Regions from separate parts of the Mus musculus genome. Here region 2 is linked to region 1. A link is a contact called in public HiChIP or PLAC-seq data. All regions are on one chromosome and are shown on one strand. The core of a region is the stretch at or near the end of the contact, and the rest is flanking DNA. Distances in the headings are between cores, read along the strand shown. Region 1 overlaps Gm29260 (a long non-coding RNA gene). Region 2 holds the start of Pantr1 (POU domain, class 3, transcription factor 3 adjacent noncoding transcript 1).

Region 1 (2,966 bases), core at 324-2,823:
GGCTCAGGCCACAAGTACACTAACATGTACACTTACAAATAATTTACCTTTACAGATGGATTCAGTTCAGCGTTGATAGTATTTCATGTCACAGTTATAGACACAGAGCATCGCTCGGGATTCTAGCTCCTTCTTTCCCATTGTGTTCTCATTTATCTCAGTCCCTACAACAACCACCTCTGCCAAGGAATTTGACAGACTCTAAGGTTTTTATGCATAGGATCAGCTTGGAGTCTGAGCTATCATCCTTGTGTTTCTGGTTGTGCAAAGAGCATATCCCTTGATGGCCTTGAAGATGTTCTGGTGGAATTGTTCTGAATCAGGTTACCTTTTAAGCATACACATCTTTTCCTGAGTACCAAGCAGGATTTTGCCATTACCAACCAATGTTGCAGAGAGGTTTTATTCTTGTTTCTTAGGATAAAAAGTTTTACACCAATGGGTTTTTGTTTGTTGTTTTGTTTTCACTGTAGTGGGAACTTCAGATTGAGCCCAATAACGATGTTGCCCAATAGATGGGATCTAAATGTTCAGAGTACCAAAATAGTTTCCCTTCCAAAGAGCTCTTTTATAAACTGTAGCTTTCGAGCTTTGAATCTAACACTCACAATAGCCTTTGCACTTTGCAGTCTTCTGGGAAAGATGAGTTGGTCTGGTTCTTCTAGTTGAGCAATATATGAAACCCACCTGGGAATCCTGGGAAAGTCTGGCCAACACTTCTCTTCTGCTCCATTTTCTCCTCCCCCCACTGATGAACTTCTTTGAAAACCACAAAGCTTAGGATCATCGTGTTTTCCCACCTAGAAGAAAATACACAAGAATAATTCAATTGCTCATGCACAAGAAGTTTAAACCTATTAAGAATTCTGTTGAACAGTCTCATAAAGGCTCATTGAGTCACAAATATAAAGCCAATAGTCTCTCTCTCTCTCTCTCTCTCTCTCTCTCTCTCTCTCTGTGTGTGTGTGTGTGTGTGTGTGTGTGTGTATGTGTGTGCGTGTGTGTGTGTCGTTATTGTAGAGATATGCTGTAGAATACAAATTGTGAAAGGAAATTAGTCAGTAGCAAGTGCCTGATGGTGAATGTCTCCTGTCTGTTTTATACTCATGTGTTTAAAGCAGTAACTTTTGTAAATTCCATTCCTTAGCTAGTCTCCCTCCTTCCCTGGTCTAGCTGTACACACAGACAGCACCTGAGCCCTGTCAGGCAACAGAGAACACCACACAGTTATTGCAATGGCTTTTTGACCACAGTGCCCTTCACAATTTTAAATGAAATTTGGAAGCCAGAAATACAGCCTGACTTCAAACTTTTGTCCACCAAGGCTTTTAGTACTGTTACGGCTTCCAGAAAGGTTTCTTGAGAATCATTAACTTTTTCGGAGACACGGCTTTTCCTTCTGTCCATAATGAGCTGCGTAACAGCTTAATGCAATGTTACTCTTAATTATCAAGGCCCTGTCTTTTAAATATCAGATTCCCCTCTCTGAACTGTCCTGCTCTCTCCTCAGAGGCTCATCTGTCACTGTAAATGCCATTACTGTATTCCTACTTCAGACGCAGGCTCACTCTTATCCCAAGCCTTATCTCTGTTTCCGTCCCCCTATTGGACCACAAAGATCCCTTTTGCAGAGCTTACAGCTGTATCCGCTTTCTACACGTGGCACATGATTGCTTCGGTAAAGGTATTTTCTGTTTCAATCTTGCATTTTCCCAAGGGGGAACAAAGGGGACAGGCTTTCTGGAGTTGGTTTCACTGAGAAAATTGTTTAGAATTGCCTCATTCCTCAGCAGATTAACGGATGCATACAATCCCAGCTTAAGTGCTATTGTACGGCACAATTTCTTCATTATACTTTGTCCTTTCCATTTAGAAAACCCCTCACCAATTAAAGTAATACAGCCTTCCAATACCTGCTCCCAATTAAACCTGAGCTGTACTGCCTGCCCCGATGCAGCTGGTCACAGGTTCTTACCACGTACCCGCATTCATTAGGCCTGTTCATTATCAGGGGATAGTGGCAGGAATTCAAGGCACTGCCTTCCTTTTTAGGACAACACCAAAATTATCAGCTTTCTACCCAAGGTCCCAATAAGGACAGGATTAAGTGTAAGGGGAAGGGATTCAGACAGTAGCAAACTGCCATTGTCCCTGGCCTCTCAGGTTCCCTCTATCTAAATGCATCAAAAGGATACAGTGCAGGTACAAAAGAATTCCCCTCTTAATTAAAGGATTACTTTCTCCCTCAGAGTATACCCCAGCTTTATGGCCGGCCCTCCTTCCTCAAGCTCTTTCTCCTAGAGCAAAGGAAGAAGGGCGACAGGAGAACTGAAAGTGACCAGGAAGTCCACTCCCTGAAGCTGTGGCACTTAAGACGGGGCTTTCGAGCTTCAGGCTAGGCTCCACTTTTTGGGGAAAAGGTTATTTTTTCTATCCACAGCTTTAAAAGTCTCTGAGACCTATATCTGGGTCCTTTCAGCGAAATCTTGCTAGTGTATGCAATGGTGTCAGCATTTGGAAGCTGATTATGGGATGGATCCCTGCATATGGCAATCACTAGATGGTCCATCCTTTCGTCACAGCTCCAAATTTTGTCTCTGTAATCGGCCATCACTGCAAAGAGAGGCCCATTGGACTTGCAAACTTTATATGCCCCAGTACAGGTGAACGCCAGGGCCAAAAAGGGGGAGTGGGTGGGTAGGGGAGTGGGGGGGGGTGGGTAGGGGGGACCTTTGGGATAGCATTGAAAATGTAAACGAGGAAAATACCTAAAAAAAAAAGTCTCTGAGAAAGGAGTGAGGTGTGGGTAGGCAGACTATCAACTGGGACTTAAGTACTAATGGGGCATAGTGACATCCGTGGGTGTTCCTGGATAAATTTCAGCCTGCCTGTGACCACATACAAGTGTGGGTGCACCACCACATTCTTGTACTTTCATAGTGAAGAAAGCATAGTGGTTATTCCTA
Region 2 (2,923 bases), core at 251-2,750, 780 kb before region 1:
TGCATTTCTCTGAAGTTGTTATTGCCGGAGCTCTTGGACGTCTCTGAAACAAGAGTCCCTTTTCATGTTCCTCGCGACACTCACAGTCTGGTGCGACATCTTTCCTTTTGGGTAGAAATTAGGAAACAAATATAACAAGGCAAAAATTGAACAGGAAAAAAAAATGTCGAATTGTTCTGTTACCTTGTTGCTGAAGGTTGGGGTTGATGTTTTATTTTTTCCCCGGCAGTTGTCTGGAGAAGGAGGAGGAAGAAGAGTGCATTGGTGGAGGTGGAGATGTGTGTGTGCATACAGGGAATCCTTGATACACAACCAACTCCTGTGGGCACGTTGTACCGCTCCTAGAGTACCCGACGGCGGGCGCGGGAGCAGGCGTGCCGGGGCAGAGTTGCAGCCGGAGCTAGCTCTGCGCCCGGATTCTCTCTCTTTCTCTCTGTCTCACTTTCCCTCTCTCTCTCACTCTCTCTCTCCCTCTCTCCTTCTCTCGAGCGCCCGCTCCCGCTAGGATCTGACAGTTCGCTCTCCGTCCCTCCCTCTCAGAGCAGGGACTGTCGAATGTTTACCCTCCGCCGCAAGCGCGCACCCACCACCACACTTTCCCAAATACAAGGAAGTCGAGCACCAGGGCCCCTGCTGATTGGCTACCCGCTGGGTGATTGGCAAGCCTGGAATGACTGGCTTAGGACGCCTGGCCCCCCTTCCGGCCGTTCCGATTGGTTGCTTTTTAATTTAGGCAGAGCGTCGTAGAAGCTGGAAATCTGTTGTCCCCCCCCCCCCGCCCCATCCTCCCTCCTCCGCGCCACTTTCCCCTCCACGCCCCTCCCCCTCCGCCCCCTTCGTCGTCCCCCCCCCTCGCTCCACCCCTCCGCCACATCTTAACTCTTAGTGTCCAGCCCAAACGTCTGCGTTCCCTTGGCGGCTCCCTGTGTTCGCGATTGGTCTGGGGGGGTTGGGAGAGAAATGGAAGAGAAAAGGAGGGGGCGGGTAGAAGGGGGACCAGGAGGAAAATGAAGAGGGGAAAAAAATCTTGAAAAATAGCAGTCTACCCATTCTACCTAGACTGCGTTGTGTCGCACCCCCACCCCACGCGAGAGATTTGTAAAGCGCGCGCCGCGGATGTACGTTCAAGCTAATACCTATAGACAGATGTGTCCCCACTGGTTTCAAAGTTTCCTCTTCCCTTCACGCGCGGGCCCCCATCTCTGTCCTGCAGGAGGTGGGAAAGGAAGGCTTGCCTCGCGCAGAGCTCCTGTGGCCAAGCTTCTTGGAAATCCGCCACTGCAACTTTGTGCAGCCGCGGCGCGCCGGCGGCGACCCTCTTTGTTTAAGTTCTCGGATGCCATCATCTGGGAAACCTGCAGCCCTGTACCAGCGCGGGGCCCGCGCGTGCGAGTCCGACCGCTTGCTGCGGCTGCTCGCTCTCCAACCCCCCCTCCCTCCTTTCCTCCCTCCCACCCACCCTCCTCTGGGATTCTTGCAAGTATCGTGCGTGCCCTTGTGAGTTTGGAGGGTGCCGGTCAACGAAGCCACGCGAGGTATTTGAAAGGCAATCAGCCCGACCGTCCCCCTAGATTCATCGTAAGTGTATTCGATCCCAATGCCTTTAGAATGCAGTGTCTGCCTCAGCTCGCCTAGAGGGCCTAGGGCTGCTAGCTGCTCACCCGCCCCCCACCCCGGTCCCCTTTACCGCTGACTCGTGTGTGTGTGTGTGTGTGTGTGTGTGTGTGTGCGTGCGTGTGTGCGCGCGTGTGAGTGTGTTCATTGGTGGGGTTTTCACTCGCTTGCTATTCTTGGGCATGGGGACGCTTTATTTTCCTCTTTCTTTGGGTCTCAGGTTTTGCGAGGTGGCTGTGACCGCTGTCGACAAGTGCTTTCTCAGCCGCAACCCAGCTGAAAGAGTTAAGGGGCCCGGGAGGAGGAGTGCGCCCGGTAGGCGGGAGAAGAGGGGGTGGTGTGGTGTGTGTGTGTTGGGGGGGGGGGGGACGACGCGGCCAAGCGGAAACGCCGCACAGAGGAACCTCAGCGAACCAAGAAAAAAGAGAAAGTGGCAACGAAAACAAGGACAAATTAAATCCTCCTTGGGGATTTCCAATGAACTAACCCAATTCGGACATTCAATAAATACACGACTCTTAATGAGTGTGCGTGTGCTTGCACCCCGCACCCTCAGCTGCAGGGCACCGGACCGCAATCTGCAGTTTCTAGTCCAAGCAGCAGCCGAGAACGTAACCCGGCGGTCGGTGTGCTCCGAATATAAAGAACTGGCCTGCCTTCTCCCCGATGCATAATTTCTCTAGAGGGCTCACTTCTGTGAACTCAGTTACAGAGGGAGCTCTCCAGCTCAGCAGCAGCCTCGCAGCCTCTGCGTGATCTCGAGATTAACCGTAGACGCGGGGCATTTATGTAGGATCGGGTCCAGCTCCTGCTTGCCGGGGTGAAAAGATACCATCGTAGAAACAGATCTAAAAGGCAGCAGTAACCAAAGCCCCAAAACAGAACGGATTCCCCCCTCCATTCCAAAAGGTTCCTTTTTATATTTATATATGCGTATATGTATATATAAAAGATGGAACACAGATTTCATTGAATAAATCTGAGATCTCCAGGTGCAGACGTTTGAATAGTCGGTGCCAGCACCCCGTGTTTTCCTTTCCTGCCGATTTTGCTTGGATCCGGCTCAAAAACCGAAAGAGTCTCGTGGTTTTGTTTACACTGAATGGGGAGGATAGGAACAGAGCCATGGGGCCGCCTTTCATTAATATACAGTGAGGATTTTGTCTAAATTACTGCTATGAGTTTCACAGTACACGCTTTCAAAAGCCGTCTCAGGTGGCCTGATGAAACGGGATAGCGCCTCAGCAAACAGATCCACTTTCTTTCTTTGCAAGGAGGGTGTGCACGTTCGGGAAGCCCCCCAAACGCT

The links. HiChIP or PLAC-seq counts read pairs in DNA pulled down with a chosen protein or histone mark.
Region 2: a contact with region 1 is called in an H3K4me3 HiChIP or PLAC-seq map of embryonic forebrain, with 11 times the contacts expected there. The contact joins the promoter of Pantr1 here to the enhancer-like site in region 1. A contact is called at or near these places in 6 of 39 promoter capture datasets (cranial neural crest, frontonasal cranial neural crest, hippocampal neurons and 3 more), 3 of 484 Hi-C or Micro-C datasets (Sertoli cells, adipose-derived mesenchymal stem cells and liver), 12 of 115 datasets of contacts at active chromatin or transcription factors (craniofacial prominence, embryonic basal ganglia, embryonic brain and 9 more) and 3 of 9 other capture datasets (embryonic stem cells, embryonic tail and embryonic trunk).

Annotation. Positions count from the first base shown.
Region 1 is chr1:41,917,743-41,920,708 of GRCm38.p6, reverse strand. It overlaps Gm29260 (a long non-coding RNA gene), which reads right to left. Exons shown (of 6, transcript XR_373362.3): 5 at 688-800. Among named protein-coding and RNA genes, the nearest start is that of Gm29260, 180 kb to the right of the region's middle. Within about 2 kb of position 1,573, at least 11 of the 459 cell types and tissues checked have an H3K27ac peak or open chromatin away from gene starts, as enhancers often do. A contact at or near this core is called in craniofacial prominence and embryonic forebrain, where this site is marked.
Region 2 is chr1:42,693,402-42,696,324 of GRCm38.p6, reverse strand. Pantr1 (POU domain, class 3, transcription factor 3 adjacent noncoding transcript 1) reads left to right here and starts at 1,500. Exons shown (of 4, transcript NR_027826.2): 1 at 1,500-1,578. Pou3f3 (POU domain, class 3, transcription factor 3) reads right to left here and starts at 557. Exons shown (of 1, transcript NM_008900.3): 1 at 1-557. All of the region lies in intron 1 of Gm46091 (predicted gene, 46091), which reads right to left.